Linked DNA regions of Oryctolagus cuniculus: regions 1, 2 and 3 are each linked to region 4. A link is a contact called in public Hi-C and Micro-C data. All regions are on one chromosome and are shown on one strand. The core of a region is the stretch at or near the end of the contact, and the rest is flanking DNA. Distances in the headings are between cores, read along the strand shown. Region 1 overlaps LOC127488773 (a long non-coding RNA gene). Region 2 has its middle 16 kb from the start of TRNAI-UAU. Region 3 has its middle 130 kb from the start of TRNAI-UAU. Region 4 overlaps THADA (THADA armadillo repeat containing).

Region 1 (5,530 bases), core at 2,278-4,777, 550 kb after region 4:
GCCCCTGCCTTTCCGTCCTTCCTGCAGGTGCTCTCTGTAGCACAGCCACAGGACGTCACCGCGGGAAGTCGCTCTGCCCTTTGTCGCCTCCTCCCTCTACCCCTCTACCCTCTACCCCTCCCTTGCGCCCAGATTCCTGCAGCGGCTCCCTGCTCCTCTCCAGGTTCCCTGGGCCCTAGGCCACCCCCTCCCAGACCCAGTCACACCCCCTCAGCCACTCGCTGAGACAGCACAGCCTTCCACGCTAGGACACCCCAGGCAGACCCGGGGTCTCTCTAGGTCTCATCTGTGCTGGGGATCAGGCCAGCCCTCGCAGAGCCTCTGACACAGCCTGTGTGTCTTCGTGGGAGTGACAAAAACCTGGATTAACAGGTTAACATTCCTGATCATCAGGAATGTTACTGAGGCTCTCAAGTGGGCTTTGGAACCCCAAGATGCTGGTGTACCCTAAATTCATCTGAATTCTCCCCATCTTCCTCTTTTGGTCTTTTAGCCACAACTCCCAACATCACAACTTCTTAAGGCTTCCTCCAGAGTCCGGAGGATCAGGATGTAGGGTGATGGCCAAAGTTGGAAGCTGGAGCATTTAGCCCATATCCCGTACTAGAGTGATCTGTGTCCTGGCTGCTCTGCTTCCAATCCAGCTTCCTGCTAATGTGCACAGCAGAGGCGTCAGAGGATGGCTCACTCCTGCGGGAAACTTGCATGGAGCTCCTGGCTCCTGATTTCAGCCTGGCCCTGCCCTGTGTTGAGGGCATTTGGGAAGTGAACCAGTGGATGCAAATCTCCCTCTGTGTCAGGCACTGTTTCTCTACCTTCCAAATAAACCGTAAATAAATAACTTTTTCTGAAGTCTGTTTTTTTTCAAAGAAGGTAGTTTTTTGTTTTTTTTTTTTTTTCCTCAGAGATGAAAAACCAGGACCGGTGCTGTGGTGTGGAGGGTTAAGCTGCTGCCTGCAGTGCCGGCGTCCCATATGGGCGCCAGTTCGAGTCCCAGCTGCTCCACTTCTATCCAGCTCCCTGCTGTGGCCTGGGAAAGCAGCAGAGGACGGCCTAAGTCTGTGGGTCCCTGCACCCACATGGGAGACCCAGAAGAAGCTCTGGCCCTGGCTTCGATCTGGGCCAGCTCCGGCCATTGTGGCCGGATTCCAATGGATAGAAGGGTAGATTCTCTCTCTCTCTCTCTCTCTCTCTCTCTCTCTCTCTCTCTCTCTCGTGTGTGTGTGTGTGTGTGTGTGTGTGTGTGTCTCCCTCTCTCTTTGTAATTCTGCCTTTCAAATAAACAAATAAAAAAAGAGAAGCCTGCTCAGAAGCTTTCCCCGGCCCACTCCCACGAGCCAGCAAATGCAGCTCCTTCTGTGAGCCGGTCCCGCACAGCCTGGGGCGAGGGGACGCCCCGTTTCCACATCGCTTGTTCCTCTGCGGAGTGGGAGCAGCGGTAGTCACCCGGAGGCTTACGGCCTGAGCTCGCCCAGGCTGGCCCTCCCAAGTGTGCGAGCCTCGGGCCCCGGGGCCCCCTGATTGGCTGGGGGAAGGACGTCAGAGACTCACTTACCACCTGCTCTGCGGGGCGGGAGGAGCCCTTCCTGCCTCTGAGACATTGAGCACCGAGGATCGAGGATGGAGGGCCCAAAGCAGTGGCGCACAGAGTGATTGATGTCGTTTGTCTTGGTGAAGAATGACTGTCAGGAACGGTGGGAGTCCCCAAACCCCACCGAACTGACTCACTGCATCCCAGAGGCTTTCCAAGACGAAACCCCCGTTGAGCGCAAATGAACACTTCTTTACCCAGAGCTGATCCGATCTCCCCGTCTGGGGGCTTCCCAGAGCCCTATAACTTCCCTTCATGGATCTGTGGTGCAGACCGCCGCGGATTAGATCACACCACAGAAGTCAGGATGCAAGAAGCGTGGCCCACCTGGGCCCCAGGCAGCCTGGGCCTGAGATGCACAGCTCTCAGAGGCCTAGGACCACCAGGGCCCCGCCATCTTTGCCTTGAATGGGGTCAGACAGCAGCTGCTTCCAGGCCTGGCCCCAGCCCCTGCCTCCTTGGCAGGGCAAGCTGTCTCAGGCCCCTGAAGGCCACGCACCTCCCCTGCCCCGAGCTGACCTGTTTGCTCACCACCGCCAAACCACAGCGTCTTCCGAACCACAGGGCCAGCCTCGCGGCACCCGTAGCTTCTCCATTTATCTGGAAACACAGACCATAGACGGTTACCTCCCTCCTCGTGATAAGGGCAGCTGGGGGCTCAGGAACCCAAAGCCAAGAAGGAAAAGGGAACGTTTGCCTCCTCTTGTCCGGAGAAGATCACACTGAAACAGTGGGGAGATGGGGCCCAGATTCTCACCAGGCTGCCCCACGGCCTGGCGTTGGCATTGAACTCACCCCCCCCAACGGTTCTGGGGGGCAGGAGACCCTGGGCCTGGTGTCTCATTTGCTCCCCATCCTATTCCAGGTTTTGGGCTCAGAACACAAGCAGTGAGGCTCAATCAACTTATTAATCCTAAGTCTTGGGCTCCAAGAGACCTAAGTTCAAATTGGACCAGGTTTTTATTTATATTTATTTATTTTTAAAGATTTATTTATTTATTTGAAAGGCAGAGTTACAGAGAGAGATGCAGATTCACTCCCCAAATGGCCCAACGGCTGGAGCTGGAGCTGGACTAATCCAGAGCCAGAAGACAGGCGCTTCCTCCAGGTCTCCTGCACAGGTGCAGGGGCCCAAGAAGCTGCACCATCTGCTTTCCCAGGCCATAGCCAGAGAGCTGGATCAGAAGTGGAGCAGCCGGGATTCGAACCGGCATTCATAAAGGATGTCGGCACTGCAAATGGTAGCTTTACCCGCTGCGCCACAGTGGCGGCCCCTACAGGCTTTTCTTTTTTAACAAGACCATTTGTTGGTTCTGCTAAGTGGGGAACAGAGGGCAATGCCGGCTTCAGGCAAGCTCGGGCTGCGGGGGAGGGTGCAGCCTCCCTTCCTCTACAGCTGGGCTCCACTCCGCCAGCAGCGTCTTCCCGGTGTCCTTGGGCAGCGGCTGCAGCACCTCCCAGCTCTCCTGGGCCTCATCACTCATCTCTCTCTCCAGCATCCTGAGCCCGGCTCTTCAGCAAGACTTTCACTGCTTTGTGCTTCGATTCTAGAACCAATTGCTGGGCCAAGAGAACTGGTCACATGAGCACATGGTTAGCATGGAGCCCCTCCTGCACCTGCACCCCGCACTCGCCATGCTCCGAGGCTGCACGGAGGCGCCGAGGAGGCTCTCGCCTGACTCCAGGGCCTCGGTCTTGCCCAGCCTCTGAGCCGTGAGGAATCGATTTCTTCTTGTTGTGAATGACCCAGTCTGTGGTATTCCGTGATAGCATGCAACGGACTGGGCCAGGCACGAAGGCTGGGTGGGGAACGTCGTGGGTGTGTCTTGGTTAGGGTACAAGCTGCTCTCAGGGGCCGCACAGCCCAGATCCACTCCCGCCATGGGGCTCTCCTCCAGGCGGCCCTTTCCGCGACTCCCCCACCTTGAATGCCCCGCAGCCCAGAGCGGATGGGGAGGCGTGGGGGCAGGAGCATGCAGGGCGGTTTTAGGAGCTGGGAGTGGACTTCGTGTCCAGGACGCCTGCCCAGCAGCTCTTGGCCAGCACAGTCCTTGCACACAGTCCCTGCAGGGCGGGCCAGAAATCATGCCTCGTTGAGCCCACAGCCCTGCCCGCTGTGGGGGGGCGGGGCAGTAGGGGGGTCAGAGCGGACCGGAGCTCCAGGCTGCCAGCCTCAGCCTCCATCTCTCTCACGTAGGGCAAAACCCTCCCTCCCCAGCCTCAGTCTCCCCATCTGCCCCATATAACAAAACCCCACTTCACAGCCCCTCACCCCAGCCCTTCTTTCCGCCTTCTGTTTGTCCCAACAGCACCGGTCATCTAACAGACAAAATGCTTTCTCGTTTGTGCAACAGTGAAGGGCCCAGAGAGCACAGCTTTTTGTGTTTAGTTCGCGGCTGAACCCCAGATACCTAGAAAAGGGCTTGGCACTTTGTGAACACTCTCAGTAAGCACTGAGTGAATGAATGAGTGAGCTTTAAACGGCTTCTCGCAAGAGCGGCTTGTCTGCAGTTACAAACAGAGCAACACTGCCATCTGGTGTCAGAAACCTGAATTGCAGGCACAAACTGGTGGTGAGAAAGGCAGTTAGTTCAGGGAAGCCAGGTCGAATCAACTCCATTTTGTTACTTGGGACACCAGGGTCTGACTTGGGATGTCTGAACCAGCCCACAACTGTGTTCTTCTGGTCCACGTGTTCTCCCCTGAAGCTCCCTATGTGACACCCATTGGGTTCTCAGATGCACCGGGCACTCAGCATTTGCTCTGGTGCTGCTAAAACCAGTAACACAGGGAGACCGCAATCTCCAGGAGACAGACCGACAGGAAGAAAGCCTCCCCCCCTACAAAGACCATGAAGGGGAGGCTCTGTGAGGTGCTCCAGTGAGGAGGACCAAGGAGGGGGTGGAGGAGAAGGCAGGGGCAGGAGAGTAGAGCCTGCCTCCAGCTTGACTTGGGTTTGCTTTGGTTTCCTCATCTGTATGAGGATGACATTGGACTAGATGACCTCTGGGCCATAGGCTGAGCCTGACCCTAAAATCCCATAGTGCTTAAGAAGTAGCAGAAGGGTGGCAGTCCATGCGGTTTCTGGAGTTACTGCCTCAAATGCGGGGCACAGAGCTGATGTCCGCATTGGTGCCCCAGTGCCCCAGTGCCATGGGCACCTCTCCAAGAAGACGTGGCTGTTTAGCTTCCGACCCACCCCTGCACAGGCCCAGTCCTGGTGTCCAGGCCCAGTGGGCCCAGTGTTCTCAGCGCCATGGTGACCAGAAGCCACACACACACACACACACACACACACACACACACCATGGTTTGATTTGCTGCTTTCAACAGCCCAGGGGTTGATTCTGGCTGCTCTGTGGTTCCCTTTGGCCCCTGACGTCCACACCAGCAAGATTTGCTTGTCCAGCACCCGCTTCAGGTTGCCTGCTGGGGGTGGGGGGTGAAGGGAGTGGCCCTTGGTGGATTTCTGTCCCCGCGTCCAGCGCCCTGGCTGTCAGCAGCAGGAGCAGCCTTGCCAGCAGATCTCTCCCTCTGGGCTCCTCGGCTCCAGCTCAGTGCAGCCCAGGTATGTGGAGCTCCTTCCAGGGTCATGCGAGGTTTACAAGGTAGGTGGGCTTCTGACCCCAAAGGGCCACCCGCAAGAGGGGGATGGGACCGACCCAGAATAGCGGACAAGCTGGGCATGTGTGAGCAACCTCAGAGGTTCAGACTGAAGGGCGAGTTGATAGGAAGCCTTCCTGGAGGAGGTGGCATTCCTGTGCTCCCTAAATCTCCCCAGGCTGGGGATGCAGGCAGAGGTGCTCAGAGTCCCTGGGGCCTTGGGAGCAAACACTGCGTCCCAGCTCCTCTTGGCACCCAGGGTGGGGGAGTGAGAGCTGAGAGCCACCCCCTTGACCTGGATGTCATTGAGATGTGCGTCTGGCCAGCTCGCGACAC
Region 2 (5,286 bases), core at 2,507-5,006, 640 kb after region 4:
TGGCTTTGTAATAAGAGATGGTTTATGACAGCCAGCTCACTGCTCTGTGTTTGTATGTGAGTAAACGCACACCATCATGTCCCTAGGTGGGGCTGGCAGATGCCTTTATTATGTGTTTGGACTTTGATCCAACAACTCTGCCTTCATCTTTGCTGGGGACCAAGCCCTCCGGATGCTCCCTGGTGGGCAGGAGAAGGGGACGGGTCAGCCTTTGAAATGCGTTCCCTGCTCTGGCCATTCCTTGCAGCTTCAAAGGGCTTTGACCCAGAGACTTGGGCCTGACTCCAGAGGGCAGGGTTGAAAGGAAGGGGAACGCTGAGGGTCTGCATATGTGGCGAGGGGTCGTATGTGTGGCTCTGCTGTGTGATTTGCTGTTGTCTTTTTCTGAGAGCAGAGACACAGGGTAGCTAGAAAGTCCAGCTCAGGACACCTCTGCTCACTCGTGAGCTGTTCTCACCCCTGGACAGGATGGTTTCACACCCATGAACACTCTCAAAACCATGACCCAGGGCCAGCATTGCGGCACAGCAGGCTAAGCTGGCGACACCGACATCTATATCAGAGTGCTGCTTCAGGTCCCGGCTACTCCACTCCCCATCCTGCTTCCTGTTGATGCACCTGGGAAGACAGCAAAGGGTGGCCCAAGTATTTGGACCCTTGTCACCCACGTGGGAGACCAGGATGGAGCTCCAGGCTCCTGACTTCAGACTGGCCCACACCTGGCTGTTGTAGCCATTGGAGAGAAAACCAGTGGATGGAAGATCTCTTTGTCTCTCTCCCTCTCTCTGTGTTTGTCTTTCAAATAAATAGAAAATAATTAGGTAAATAGGAAAATAATCAAATAAATAAGGCTTTAAAAAATAAAACACAATCAGACTTTAGGTGTCAGGTCTGCCATGCCATGGTTTGCTTAACCAAGCTCATTTATGGGAGGGTCTTCAAAAAGCTCATGGAAAATGAGTACAATGAAAAAAGTTATACACGAATTTACTTTTTTTTTTTTTTTTGGTGTCAAAATAACCTTTTCATTTCCTTTCATTGTGCAGACCCCTTGTAGGCTGGGAAGAAAAAGCACAGAAAGTAGAGAATGGGAAAGAGCTAGGAGGGACGTGGGGGAAAGGAGAGGCAGAGGAGACAGAGAAGGCCAGGAGGAGGGACCGAGCTGGGGCTGAGCCCCACAGCAGAGCCGCCCCAACACACACACACACACACACACACACACAGGGGCGGCCAGGCCCCCGCTGCGGCCCACACACAGCCTGTAGACGCCGGGCCAGGGCGGCGGCAGGCAGCCGGGAACATGCCACAGCAGCCCTGCTTTCTGTCTGCAGCCTCGAAGGGCGTGTGCATCGGAAGCACTGGGGACTTGGGGCTGAGAGGGAGCGGGCAGGAGGCGGCCCGGCCGCACCCACGAGGAGGTCAGCGTGGAGGGGCCGATGTGAAGCGCCGGTCTCCACCCCAGGCCAGCCAGCAGAGCTCCGAGGGCATGGCCTGCGGTGGCCTGGCAGGTTTTGACCCCCAAACCTTTCCATGTTGCACAATTGCAACCCTGAGATTCTGGGGGAAGCCGTCCTTGGGGGACCCGAGGACGCGGGAACCTGTGCCCAGAAAGCCGCGGCCTTCGGGAGCCTGGGCATGTCAGTCATCTCTCCTCTGCCGGTGAGCTGTCACGCTCACGCCAGGGCTGCAGTGGCGGGATGGACGCTTTGCAACACCAGTGGGGGAGGACTCCGCCCCAGGCAGCCAGCAGCTCCGGGAGCCAGTGCCCAGGCCCTGAGCCCTTGAGGAGTCTGGCCCCGGTGTCCAGCCCAAGTTCCAGGAGAAGGTACAGCCGGGGTGGAGGACGCCCTCTCATCTGGTGGCTCCCCCCCTCTAGGCGTCCTGGGCCAGGGGAGCGTCTGTCAGTCACAGGGCTCCCCAGTCCCCGGCTCTGGAAACAACTTCGGGCCCTGGATCTCTGCCCTTGGACTTGCCAGTGCTGGGAGCCAACTATTCCCATTTTTGCTCAAGCCTGTGTGAAATGGTCTTCTGTCACTTGCAGCCCAAAATGTCCCAGCTATTACATCAGTCTAAAAACTATGAGATACTGTGTGCTTCAAACCCCACAGTCAAGTCAGAGCCAGAGAATGGTCTTCCAAGGGCCAGAATCCCACAGTTTCCTGGGAGACAAACACAAGAGACCTCTGCCCAGGGCGGCTGGAAACAGCACTGCCCTTAGCGTAGGCAAGAGAGGCCGCTGCTTGGCCCTACACTTGGGAGGGTCAGCGGTACGCACCTGCACACGCACGCATGCGCACAGACACACGCTTGAAAGGCCAGCCGCGCTCGGTTCCAGCGCAGCGCACGCTCTCGCCCTAGCCATCAGCCCTTGTGGTGGACACCGTGGAGGCCTTGATTCCGAAAGAGGCTGCATCTGCGGGCCATGGGAGCCTGTGGTGATGCGGCTGCCCACGTCTGCGATGGCCCCTACTCCGGGTGCAGGAGAGACATTCGGAGGACGCTCTGAGGTCGGGCGGAGACTGATGGGATTCTTCCTCTCCCACAGCAAGGCCGACAGCAGCAGTGCACTGTGGAGCAAGCCTTGGCTCCCTCCTATGTGTGGTTCCAGGGGTACTCACAGATTAGCACAGCATTTGCCACAGTTGCACATGGTAGCTGAGGAGTATTTCCCGGCATGAATAATTCATACTTCTCCTCCATCTGCATGCATGTATGTCAAGATGTGGCATGCATGAAGCGTGACACTGATTCTTTACACTGGCAGCGGACAGACATGGAACAATGCTGCAACTCTCAGCTTTTTGTACAAATATTTAAGAGTTCATGAAACTTTCAAGACAAATTAAAAACTCAATTTAAATATTTTACTTAAATTTTTGCCTTAAGTACAATTTATCAGGTACATATTATATTTGTCTTTTAATTTTAATAATCATTTTGAAGGTTGTTAGAAAAATCACTTTAAAAAATGTATATGACTAATAATGTTAAGAGGCAGGAGTTTGGCATAGTATGCATCCCATATCAGAGTGCCTGCGTCCACATCTCAGCTCCACTCAGATTCCGGCTTCCTGCTGATGTACACCCTGGGAGGCAGCAGGTGACAGACCAAGTGCTTGGGCCCCTGCAGCCACATGGGAGATCTGGAAGAAGTTCCTGGCTCCTGGCTTCAGCCTGGTCCAGCCCCAGCCATTTCAGTCATTTGGGGGAATGAACTAGCAAATGGAGGATCTCTCTCTCTCTCTCTCTCTCTCTCTCTCTCTCTCTCTCTGTAACTCTGCCTTTTAAGTAAGTGAATGTCTTGAAAGAGAAAGAAAGAAAGAAAGAAAAATATAGCTTGCTTTGTAAGTTAAATATTTAATGCGCAGTCCTAGGTGTCTGGGCCTCCACTTAGGTTCTTCTCCGGGCAGGGATATCATTGCAATTCATAGAGGAGGAATCTGACCAAGACAGAGGCCAGAGGACTGCAGTAACCAGAGAGATGTATGGGACTTGCAGGGCCAGAAGGAATGCATAGGCAACCTGAAAAGACCGGCGAGGGGCGTGGGGCCGGGCTGGGGGACTAGAAGCCCAGTGGCCCGGTCTGCAGAGCCAGCCCCGCCCCCCCCCCCCAGCCACGTCTGACGGCCTGGGCCGGCCTAGGACCTGGTGAGGGGACACGGCAGGGGTGGACCCATGCCCAGAGCCATCCCGCAGCCCGGCTGCTGCTGGAGAACACCAGACCTGCAGCCAGGGCCTGGTGCCGACAGCCGGGGGTCTGCACGTGGCCCCGGGGCGGGCCTGGCCAGGAGCGCAGCTGCCTCAGTGTTTCAGCTAAGCCACAGCCAACGTCCTGGGGTCTGGATCAAGACTTAGTGAGCCACAGAGAGCAGGGAACTGTGACTTTGGATGTCTACGTTTCGGGTTGGTCCTCGATTTCCCTAACTTGTGATTTAGGAAGCTGCGTTGTCCCCCTCGGAGCCCATTCTGTGACACAGGGAACACTGGGCTCAGAGTGGGAGTGGGATCGCAGGCCTACCTGCCCCACCCCCCACCCCAGTGCAGAGACTTGGTTTTCTGCACTATAAGATGGGAGGAGCTGGGCCAGAGAACCTCAAAGTCCCCAGCACAGCCTGGGATCAGACTTCCTTCCCTAATCCTCTGCCTACGGCGCCAGCACACCGGGTTCTAGTCCTGGTGGGGGCGCCAGTTCTGTCCCGGTTGCTCCTCTTCCAGTCCAGCTCTCTGCTGTGGCCAGGGAGTGCAGTGGAGGATGGCCCAAGTGCTCGGGCCCTGCACCCGCATGGGAGACCGGGAGGAAGCACCTGGCTCCTGGCTTCGGATCAGCTCAGCACGCCGGCCGTAGCAGCCATTTGGGGGGTGAACCAACAGAAAAGGAAGACCTTTCTCTCTGTCTCTGTCTCTCTAACTCTGCCTGTCAAAAAAATAAAAATAAATAAATAAATAAATAAATAGAATTCCTTCCCCAGCCCCACCCATGCCTGGCTCCAGATCCAAGCCCACATCCGGCCCAGCGTGTACTCAGCTGGGGGCCAGAGAACACCAAGGAGCCTGCAGGCCAAGGCTTGGCCGAGCCTCCGTGCCCTCTCCTTTGTGCTGAAATCCCACCCCCCCACAGCTGGGGGACACCTGGCTCTGGGCAGAAGGGGAGAAACAAGCGCTGGAGTGGGGGACGCACAGAGAATGAAGACACACCCGGGCCAGGCGGCACGCGGCACTCTCAGCCGACGATGGCGTAGGGAGGGCCCGGGGCCTCCAGATCCTCACACCAAGCCAACACTTGATTTGTCCACCAGAGGTGAAGACAGGACTGGCCTCCTCCCCAAATGCCCTGAAAGTGCTCAGGCTGTGGACCCAGGAACTGCTACGAAGGGCGCACCATCGGTGCCGTGGGAAAGCCCATCGCCAAGACAAGACCCCGCACACCAGGCCTGTGCGTCTGAAGCTGGAAGGTTCCAGGAGGTCCCGAGCCTCTGGTCCAGCACACAGGTGGCTGTCCACACCCTTGTAAGTCAGAAGTTTCTTCACTCCTGTGTGCAGGTCTGTGACAGAGCCCACGCGTGGATCTCACAGTGTCACGTGTGCCACGAGCAAGATGGCAGAACAGCTGCTGGCTACTGCCCAGCTTCGAGGTCAACGGCCTTGGCTTGAACTCCAAGTTTACCAGTTACTAGGCTTGTGACCTTGAGTTGACCCCTGTCAGAGGACAAAATTACAACATAAAGCCCTTAATTGGCTTTATATTGCATTCTGGAGTCAAGCTACACTTCATTCCATAAAACAGAA
Region 3 (5,507 bases), core at 1,138-3,637, 530 kb after region 4:
GCCGGGAGAATGGGCTGGGGTTTGCTCACCTGCCAGTTCTCAAGTCCCAGCTTCGTGCTTGTGAGCAAGCCCAGGACAGAGGCCGGTGGGCTGGGGGGGGGGGGGGGGCCCTCGGCGGGGCTGGCTGCACAACCCTGGCTTGTGGGGTGGGGGGATGGGGACCTGCCCCTAAGAAGAGCTCTTAGCCCCTCCTTGCCTCTAGCCCCTCCTTCCAAAACTGTTGAGTGTCTTCTCTGTGCCAGGTTCTCACTGACCCCTCCCTCCCCAACCCCCACCCCTCTGCTGCTTCCCAGTGACTTTCCTTGCAATGTCCCCATGGTCTTGGAAACCCTTCCCCTCTCTCCATCTGTGTCTCCCTCCTCCTGGAAGGCCTTCCTCCTCCAAGAAGTCTTCCTTGAGCTCATCCTCATCCCATCCTCCTGGTGCCTCCCATGCTGCCCCTCATCTCATGTCCCTGGAAGCCCCCCAGGCCCCTTGGCACTGTTTGCTATAGGTTTGTCAGCAAGGCCACTGCAGCCACACATCAGGCAAGGAGTGATTTTCTCTCCAAACCTCGGCAGACAACGTCTACATCAGTCAGAAAATTCCAGACGCACAGCAGGCTGCCCAAGCTGCTGCCATCGCCCCCTTCTTCCCCTGCCTAGGCCTCACCAGCACGTTTCTGGCTGTACCCATGATCCAGCCTGGCGTGCAGTCCCCACTGCCTGCCGGCCCTGGCTCCCTGCCAGGGTGCACTCGCAGGGCTGAGCTCCCTGTGCCTGGCTGTTCTTGGCCTCCTCTTGCAGACACACTCTCCCCTCTTCCCTCGATTTCTGTTTCCGCCCTGCCAGCCCCTTAGCACCCACCTGGCCCTGCCCAGCTATGCTTCGAAACAAGAGCCTGCTTTGGACATGCAGCCTCCACACTGCCTCGGAGTCCACGTTCCAGAAAGGGCACCTTAGCCAGACTGAGGATGACGAGTTGGCTTTCTAAAAGTTATTTATTTGAAAGGTAGAGAGCATGAGAGAGAGAGAAAGAGAGAGAGAAAGGATCTTATGTCTGCTAGTTGACTCTCCAAATGGCAGCAACACCCAGGTTTGGGCCAGGTTGAAGCCAAGAGCCAGAAGCCTCACCCTGGTCCTCCATACAGGTGGCAAGGATCCAAGGACTTGAGCCATCATCCTCTGCTTTCCAGGAGCATTAGCAGGAAGCTGGATCAGAAGCGGAGCATCTGGGACTTGAACCAGTTCTCCAACATGGGATGCTGGCATTGCAAGCAACTGCTTAACCCACTGCACCACCACACTGGCCCTAAGTTGGCTTTTTATTTAAGGTTGAGATTGAACCAGGATGTAGGGGTCCATGGTACCCCCTTCCCTCTCCCAGCAGAGGAGAGGAAAGGGGGGCTGACAGAGTCCCAGCTGGGCCCAGGGATGTGGGCATCTCTGTGCTTAGCAGTCTCAGTCCACCCTGCTATCTCCTAAGTGTCCTCATTTTACCAAGCCAACCACACGGATCGAGTCTAAAGCCCATGGCAGTGCTCCTCCTAAGGAATCCAGCACTGGGGAAAAGGGCAGAGTGGCGGGCCTCCCTGGGCTGGGCACACGGCCTCTCTGGACCAGCCACACATACCCCCTCCTGCCCTCTGCTCTCCTCTGCTGGAAGCCCTTCTGCCCCCAATACCCACCCTGGACACTGAGGGTCCTTCTAGAAGGTTCCCTGTATAACCCCCGCCTTCAGCCTTCACCCTCCCCTTCTGAGGGTCCTTCTACCACAAGCACCCTCTGCCCTCCCTGCAGCCCACCCAGCACGTGGAGTACCAGGCAGCGCCAGCTGACACAGATCCACCCTCAGGTTTTCTGCAGATGAGAGACTGCCAGGTGCGGGGTCTGCAGCAGCGTCTCACTGTTCTGAGAGCTGCTGTCCTTTGTCACTCATCAGCAAAGCCCCCTTGGCCCTTAGCAAGCATTCCTAACGGCCTCCTGGACACCCCTGAGCCCTGCCCCCCGCCCAGTGCCACCTCATTGCCAAGCCCGAGCTCTCATCTTGGGGGTGATGCCTCCAGGGGAGCCAGCTCACCAGGCCCGCTCCCAGGAGTGGAAAGGGGAGCACCTCAAGGGAACCGGGAACGGAGGGCGAGGCCGCTAGATCTGGGATGAGGACTGCAGGTGAGCACAGGTAGAACAGGGCAGGCAGGCCCAAGGGGCATGGCCAGGGGGCAGCAAGTACCCTCCCCAGCTGCTCCCTGCCTTCCCCCCCTCCCAGCCATTAGAGGCTGGCTCAGGCCTCTGAATCTAATCCCAGCAGGATGGCGCCACCTGCTGTGGGGAGGCAGCAGCACAGCTTGTCCTTTTTGGGGGACTGAGGGCTGGGCGTGGCAGGAACTCCCAGGGCAGGGAGCCCAGCCTGGTTTGGGAGCAGAGGCTGCAGACTGCAGCAGGTCTGCCATCAGCCTTCCCGACGCCAGGCCGGTGAGCTGCGCGGCCAGGCTGCTCTTTCCTCCTCGTCTTGCAGGGCCCCCGAGGGAGCCTGGAACCCTGCCCAGCTCTCTCCTCTCTGCTGGAGCTCTCCTGGCCTGCAGCCCCCAGCCCAGCCCCTCTCTTCGCGCCATCCTGTGGTGCATCCTCCCACCAGCTCTGCACAGGGCCTGCCATCCTCCGCAGGTGTGCAAGTCCTCCCTAGAACCAGCAGCAGGGGTGGGGAAGTGAGGGCACAGGAGGGGCCTGGGTTGGCTGGGGCGGGCGGGGCCTGGCCACGGGGGGTGGAGGGAACTCTCAGAGCAGGGCACTGGGCTCCATGGGACTGAGGCGGCCTATTTGTGTCCGATGAGCTGGGGTGGGCTCAGGCCTTGCTCCTGCTGGTGGGTCGTTGGCCCCAGGTGCCACGGGGTTGCCTGTGCCTGTGGAGCCCTCTGCGGGCTGCTCTGCCCTTCCTGTCCCTGGCACGGCCCTCACCAGACCAGCCTCCCTTGCCCGGGGACCTTCTACACCACAGAGCCCGTCCTGCATGCCTCCGCTTAAATTCCTGTACAATCGCCTTGGTTCTCTGGAAGAAATCCAAGCCACCCCGCCCACTGGCACAGCCACACCCCCAGGGCTTCCAGCCACACCGCCCCGCACTTGCCCATGTGTGCCTGTTCCCGCCGCCCCGCTTCCGCCCTGTGCCAGCTCTGCCTGGAGCCTCGTCACACCCCCGGGCTTGCACAGGCACCGATTCTCAGCCCAGGCGCCTTCCTTGCTAAGCTCACTTCTCCTGCCCGTGGAGAAACAGCTCAGAACTCACCTCCTGACCACCCCCAACGCTCGCCTAGCAAAGTGTGCTTTCCACACATACATGGGCCCTGGCTTCGCTCTGCTACTGCACCTGTCACACAACACAGGTGTCCCCTCCGTGCCGGTGTCCTCCCCACTGGACTGTGAGCTCACCGAGGACAGGGAGCTGGCTTGGTCTCTGTGGCCCTTGCACCTGGCAGGCAGGCAGGAAAGAGGGAATGATGGCAGCCCTGGTCCCGCCCTGCCCCTCCCTCTCTGAGCCCTATCCCTCACTTGCCTACCCTCTTTCTGGCCTTAACTCTCCATCCCCCAGGGCGCCTTACTCAGCCTCCCCTCTGGGAGCCCCACGCAGCCTCCCTCTGGGCTCAGTGTCCCCTGCTCACTCCATACACCGCTGATGCCCAGGTGGACAGGAGCCCAGCCCTCACCTGGCCGGGGTCCCAGACGCAGTCTAGCTTTGCAGGCCTCCTTCTGCACAGAAGAGCTGCCACTGGCTTTGCTTGGACCTCAGACGACTTGCTTTGTGGTAGGGACATTGGCCCACAACCCCATCAACCCGGGGGCGTGGAGCATACGGGGAGGTGTGATCCCCAGGGCTAGGTCATTGTCAAAAACAAGGAGGAGTGTCTGCCCTGCTGCTTCAGGTGACTCCCTCTGGAAGAAGCCACCCACTGTGCTGCGAGACACCCGTGGAGAAATCCGCGGGGCGAGCATGGCCTGGCGTGGGCCCTCCGGCCCCAGTTGAGCCTTCAGTTGACTGCAGACCCGGCCAACAAGAGTTCCAGGGCCACAGCCACCCTGCCAGGTCGTGCACAAACTCCTGCCTCCCAGGAAGAGTGTTCATGGGTTGTTTTCAGCTTGTGAGTGGTGGAGTTATTTATTGTGCTGCAACAGACAATTAATACAGAATTTAGTGATTTTTATGATTCTCAACTCCTGGCCAAAAAACAAAGCGCCCAGCGGCTCTTAAAGCAAGGCCTGCCTGACTTTGGCTGGAACTGAAAGTGCAAAGCTGCCTAGACACGTACTGACCTGTGTGTGCATGTGTGTGCGTGTGTCTGTGTGTGTCTGTGTGTGTGCCTGCATGGTGGGGCAGGGTGAAAATCTGGCCCCTGCTCAGCTGGGGAGCTCAGTTTCTGCAGGTCTAACTCAGTCTCCCTTGAGCAAACACTGGGTTGTCCTGGGTCTTCTCACCCCTCGCCTTTGCTAGACAAGAGAACATTCTGGTGCAGAGACATGGATGGGGGTGGGAAGAGGGGCCCAAGGTCAACGTGGGGGCATCTGCATCCTCTCTCTCTCTCTCTCTCTCTCTCTCTCTCTCTCTCTCTCTCACACACACACACACACACACACCCCGGATGGGACAGGGCTGGCCTGGTCCCTGGGGCTCGCTAGAGGTGGTGGCAGCCATGGTGGGGGGTGGGGGCATAGCTCAAGTGTATGGTCCCCACACGGCTGGTTGTGGGGATCTTGCCTTTGTGGCTTTGGTTCCTACCCAGCCGTAGGCCCCAAAGCCCCCTGGCCATATTCTCCCCACCCCGAGAAGTGGCAGAGTCCTGCAGAGCCACTTCCCAGGCCCTTCCTCAGCTGTCTCTAAGCCACCTCCTGGGCGCCTCCACGGCGCCTGCACCACCCCGAGTCCATCGCTGCTTTGCTAAGGGGCTCAGGTATGGTCCCCAGGGCCACAGGCCAAGAGCCCGGCGCCCCTACCCCTGGAAGGGAGAAGGACCAACAGACCCGAGGGGGCTCCTCCTGTTGCAGCCCATCTCCCTGGGGTCCCCTGCTGGGAGCGACAGCGCTCCACACCTGCTTCACCCCTGCTGGACGACTGGCCCCGGCCCCGCCCTCCACGGACTCCCCTGGGCAGAAGCCTCACTTTGTCCTCGGTGACCTGCGGAAGAGCAGGGACCACAGGAAGAGGCGCACCGCTTGCTCTCCTCTCTCGTAAGCACTGTCCCGTGATGCCTGCAGCATCCAACCGGCAAACTGGTCTCCAGGGCCTGTCACTCTCAAGATCACGTCCAGAGCCTGTCTCCCAAAGGCTTCAGAAGTGAGGCCAAGAGGAGGGAGCCTGACCTTCCTTGGGATAAAAACCTGGAGACACTGCCTGGCTGTGCCCTGGAAGCTCTCAGGCTGGGTAAGCCCAGTGGCCTTGGCCGAGCTGCAAACACCTCGGTCAGCACCTGCAGGGCTCTCTCTCTGATTACCCACACGCCTCCAGGTCAGCTCGTGCCAGATCCACTCATCCTCCCCCCG
Region 4 (4,968 bases), core at 554-3,053:
TGGGAGACCCAGAAGAAGCTTCTGGCTTCTGGCTTTGGATCAGTGCAGCTCCGGCCGTTGCAGCCATCTGGGGAGTGAACCAGCAGATGGAAGATCTCTCTCTCTCTGCCTCTCCTTTTCTTTCTGTGTAACTCTGACTTTCAAATAAATAAATAAATCTTTAAAAAAACAAAACAGAACAAAAGGCTTTGAGTGCTAAAACCCACTATTACAAGTCAGATGATGTAAGAGGAATGATGTATGCTGAACCTGGGTTGGGCAGCAGTCTCTCCTAGTGGTGTGGTTCATTGTCTGCTGTGTGAGTTCTTAAAGTCAGGAGGCCTTTTAAAGGAACCACACCTTATTACTCAGCAAAATGTGACCTGCCTGGTTGTACCATGCTTCTAGATTTTGCATTCTTACAGCTTGTTTTGGCATTATTTTTGAGTTTCTGCAGTGCTGTAAAAAGTCAGCAGTCATTTAAGGTAATTTATTACATGTTCTACATTCTCCACTAGATGGGGATATTGCTTTATAAAAAGTTCTTGTGATTTTTTAATTATACAAAGTAGCATAGATATATGCTTAATGTAATAGCTTCAAAAAACACAGAGATAAATATACAGTTCTTTTTCATTTCCTCCCCAATCCCATTTCTTTTCTCTCTTTTTTGAGATTGATTTATTTATTTGAAAGAGTTAGAGAGAGAGATACAGGATTACACTATAAATGTCATTTGTTAACTTGCCTTTTTAACTTAGTTTGAAAAAATTTAGCAGTTTGTCTTTTTTTTTTTTTTTAACAGTCAGATTTAGACAGTGTGAGAGAGAGAGACAGAGAAAGAGGTCTTCCATCTGCTGGTTCACTCCCCAGGTGGCCAGAACGGCTAGAGCTGAGCAGATCTGAAGCCAGGAGCTAGGAGCTTCCTCAGGGTCTCCCATGCGGGTGCAGGGTCCCAGGCACTTGGGCCATCTTCCACTGCTTTCCCAGGCCATGGCAGAGAGCTGGATCAGAAGAGGAGCAGCTGGGACCAGAACTGGTGCCCATATGGGATGCCGGCGCTTCAGGCCAAGGCTTTAACCACAGTGCCGCTCCCTCTCCCCCTTTTTAAACATGAATACTAAAATACTCTTAATACTAGAATAAGAGAGTACATAGGGGTAATTATAGTTTATTGACAAGGGGTTTTAATTTTGTTTTGAAAGAAAATTATTGTTTTCTTTGATCTTAAAATTTCTATCCTGAGAGTGGTTGTTTAGTTCATAGTTAAGGCACCTACCTCTCACACTTGGGGAACCTGAGTTTGACAAGCAGCTCTAGTTTTTGACTCCAGCATTCTGCTGATGAAACCATGGGAGCAGAGATGATGGCTCAAGTAAATGGATTCCTGCTTCCCATGTGGGAAACCTGGATTAAGTTCCTGGCCTGTGGATTCAACCCTTGCTATTGCAGACATTTGGAGAATGATCTAGCACACGGGTACTCTCTCCCTCTTTGCCTTTCAATTAAATGAATAAAACCAAAAACGAAGTGTTAAGAAAGGAGTCATTAAAAAAAAGTTCTGCACCTTTACTGCTATAGTAGTTATCCTCAGCAAAATAAATTAGAAAAATTTTTATTATAGTCATCCATGTAATACTTTGTGAGTGATAGAAAGGCAAAGAGAGTTTATTTTATTAATTTCCAAAAATTACAGAGAGGCAGAGGCAGATAGCAGGGTCTTCCATTTGCTGGCTTACTCCCCAGATGGTGGCAATGGCTGGAGCCACCCTGATCTGAAGCCAGGAGCTTCCTCTGGGTCTTCCACACAGGTGTGGGAGCCCAAGGACTTGGGCCACCTTCCACTGCCTTCGCAAGCCACAGCAGAGAGCCGGATTGGAAGTGGAGCAGCCAGGACTCAAACAGGCGCCCATATGGGATGCTGGCACTGCAGACTACACCACAGTGCCAACCCCTAGATAAAGGTTTTAAAACAATATTGTATTTTATTTTTAAATTTATTTTTAAATAATTAAAAAGATAGTGTGATTCCTCCTCTTAGCCTGTACTCATCAATTGTTGCCTTATTTCTCCTGAATAAATTTAACATGTGACAATCTGTTTGTTCAAGCAGGTTATTCTTGGGGAAATTATGAATAAGCTTGTTCTAAGAAAACTGGGGTGAGTAATCAAGAGTGTCTAGTGTTGCAATAGGTTATTATTATTATTATTATTATTATTTTAAGGTAAAGAAGTAAAAACATGTGATGTAACTGCTCAGATGGTCCTGGTATGTTGTTGGAGAAGTATGAAGGAAGTTGCTTTACTTTTAGGCACTCTGTGCCAATTTCTGCCCATACAGTCTGCGCCAGAATCTTCTGATGGATTATTAACAGTGGAGCAGGTAAGGTAGATGTTTGCTCAGCTACACAAAATTTCTGGTCAAAGCATGAATCATAACCTTTTATTTATAATGCATCTTTATAAATAAAGAGTTTGAATTTTTCTTGAATAGAATCTTGCAGAGATCTTAGATTTCTAGATTATAGATGTTACAGATACCAGTTGAAGAAAGTTCATGATAATTTATTATACTAGACTTTGTAATACATTTTAAAACTATGGTATTTTAAGAAACATTTTTATTTAAGTAACTGTAGATTTTACCTTAAACTGCAGTACTATCATTTAAATTTTTATTTCTCCATTTAACATATATTTTAACTTAAATTTTAGCTGAAATTTTCTATGTAGTAAAACTCCACAAATCACTTACATTTTGCAAAGGAGTAACAAGTAACATACTGGTTGATTATGGATCTCATGTTTCCCACTATATTGATGATAAAGTTGTAGTCACTTTGGTGTTTTTGGCTGACTTTTATTTTAAGACCACAAAGTTGGTTCACCATCTGGGACTGTTCAACTGACTTGAGTGCAGTGTTTACAAGAAATTAGCTTACCACAAGCATTTCATTTGGAAATATTTTAGATTTATTAGATTTCTGTTTTTAATTGATTCCCTCTTCCTTTCCATATGGTTTCAACAAATCCATTTCCCACAGTTTTCCAGCAAAAGATATGTAACATGTACTTTCGTTTTTAACCTTTTTCAAATAAAGATAATTTTTTCCCTAGGGTGTTAGAACATTCAAGAACAAAACAAATATTGTAGTATGCTAATACTGATTACTTCTATAATAACCACATGACTGGTTGCATGGAAATAATGCTAATATTTTTATTCTCACACTCTGTGGCTCATGTGCTTCCATCTGGTTAGCAGCTGGGCTTGTGATGTTGCAAGAGCCTGAGATGGAGAAAGGCACAGGCAGCAGTGCACTGTGGGCATCATTGTGTTCTTTTCCAAATCTGATAGGCATTAGTGGCCAGAGCGTTGCTCAGAGTCATTGCTGGTGACTGGCCGGAGTGCTGGTGCCAGCATCTTTGCCAAGGAGTCCAGCCGTGATCAGTGATTGCTTACTGATGGTCGCCATCTTGCTACGAAGTAAACATGTGCTCGTGCCCCTGGACTTCTCACCTTCTCTCCCCAAGGACAAATTAAAATCTCTTGATTTTTGGGTTTGCTGGGTAGTGTTTAAAAACAAATTAAGGGAAACATGTTTTACTTTTACTGTAACCGAGAAAGACTTGAGAGCTTTATCTGAAAATCATTTTGCTTTGACATCTTTTACGTAGTCCCCAAATCTTATGAATTTATGTGGAGTAGCTGTGTTAAAATTAGAAATCAGTGTCAGATCAAAGGTGCATTTGTAAAAATACAAAAAACTAAACAGTAACAAAAAACTTATAAACCATAGGATGCTTCTGGTGACTGCTTGAGTATGAAGTAGAGTCTTGATCGTTTTTCTTTAAAACATCTTTCCCACTGTGATGGAATTGTCAGTGTTCTACGGCACCGTTGTATGGCAGCTTCACATACGTAGGTGAATAAAGAAATGAATGACTGAATGAAGAATCAAAGTATATGATTGCCGTGTTCTGACACTGAAACTCTGCTCTCTGTGGAAAACTTTGTTCCTGATCTTGCCGACTTTAACTAAAGGAATGCCTTGGTTTTGGAGGATGTAGTCAATGAATATCCAAAGTCAGCAAGAAATTAGTGTTATTTACAGTTTCAAAAGGGTGTCTACTTTTAAACATAAGATTTTATGCCACAAAATTCCTTTAAATTAAAAATACTCCCATGTATTTATTTCCTTTTTTTTAAGAATTAAAAATATAAGTGATTGAGAAGAATGTAATTTACATTGAGCTGGCTGAGCCACACATAAGGTACACTGCTTCCTTCCGAGGGCACAGTCACCCTGGCAGCTCTGGTTACCGTCTGCTGTGCCCAATGGCAAAACCAACAGTGTGGGAGTCAACATCTTCAGTGACTGTGACTGCCACAGACCTGGAGAGGCAGGGAAGTGGCTTCCCGACAGAATTCTGTTCTAGTTATGGGACAAAATGTGGACCTTGATTTCTTGTTATTTGGGGACCAACTAATACCTGATCTGCTTTCCTCTTAGTGGGTGAAGGAAGCTGTTTCTCACAGCCTGAAAAACTGGTATTCAGCCTGATGTTCCCTTTCATTCACCCTTTGTTCTTGAAGAAGCAATACCATTCCAGTGTAACAGAAGATTGTAATAGAAGGAAAGGAAGGTTTCTTTAGTACCCCAGTTCCTTTAAGACCTTCCTGGCTTTATGGCCTTTGTTAACTGGATGGCCACTAGGTCCGGTGTACTTGAATAGAATACCAGCAGGCCGACCAAGTGAGACTATAATTTGAGGATTTCTGTTGGCTGTGTGAAGAGGACTGGTGCTGGTTTATGATTCTGAGTTTTCAGTGCTGTCCTCACAAACTGTTAGAGCAGGAAGGGTTGCAAGATTACCCAGCTGCCTTGGACAAGAGGCAGGCGAGGCTTCTGGATGTTACCTGGTTTGCTTGAGATGACAAGGCTGGTTTGTGGCAGCTCTGGGACAGGAATCCAGTCCAGCTTCCCA

The links. Hi-C and Micro-C count contacts between places; a contact is called where the count stands out from the background.
Region 1: a Micro-C map of ear pinna shows a contact between it and region 4, with 8 times the contacts expected there. The contact joins two enhancer-like sites. A contact is called at or near these places in 3 of 6 Hi-C or Micro-C datasets (ear pinna, psoas muscle and an unstated tissue).
Region 2: a Micro-C map of ear pinna shows a contact between it and region 4, with 7 times the contacts expected there. The contact joins two enhancer-like sites. A contact is called at or near these places in 2 of 6 Hi-C or Micro-C datasets (ear pinna and an unstated tissue).
Region 3: a Hi-C map of an unstated tissue shows a contact between it and region 4, with 2.9 times the contacts expected there. The contact joins two enhancer-like sites.

Annotation. Positions count from the first base shown.
Region 1 is chr2:159,729,189-159,734,718 of mOryCun1.1, forward strand. LOC127488773 (a long non-coding RNA gene) reads left to right here. Exons shown (of 2, transcript XR_007916626.2): 2 at 1-844. Among named protein-coding and RNA genes, the nearest start is that of TRNAI-UAU, 110 kb to the right of the region's middle. Within about 2 kb of position 3,528, at least 1 of the 8 cell types and tissues checked has an H3K27ac peak or open chromatin away from gene starts, as enhancers often do. A contact at or near this core is called in ear pinna, where this site is marked.
Region 2 is chr2:159,823,750-159,829,035 of mOryCun1.1, forward strand. No RefSeq gene overlaps it. Among named protein-coding and RNA genes, the nearest start is that of TRNAI-UAU, 16 kb to the right of the region's middle. Within about 2 kb of position 3,757, at least 1 of the 8 cell types and tissues checked has an H3K27ac peak or open chromatin away from gene starts, as enhancers often do. A contact at or near this core is called in ear pinna, where this site is marked.
Region 3 is chr2:159,710,029-159,715,535 of mOryCun1.1, forward strand. No RefSeq gene overlaps it. Among named protein-coding and RNA genes, the nearest start is that of TRNAI-UAU, 130 kb to the right of the region's middle. Within about 2 kb of position 2,388, at least 2 of the 8 cell types and tissues checked have an H3K27ac peak or open chromatin away from gene starts, as enhancers often do.
Region 4 is chr2:159,182,593-159,187,560 of mOryCun1.1, forward strand. It overlaps THADA (THADA armadillo repeat containing), which reads left to right. Exons shown (of 38, transcript XM_051842959.2): 21 at 2,205-2,362. Among named protein-coding and RNA genes, the nearest start is that of THADA, 58 kb to the left of the region's middle. Within about 2 kb of position 1,804, at least 1 of the 8 cell types and tissues checked has an H3K27ac peak or open chromatin away from gene starts, as enhancers often do. A contact at or near this core is called in ear pinna, where this site is marked.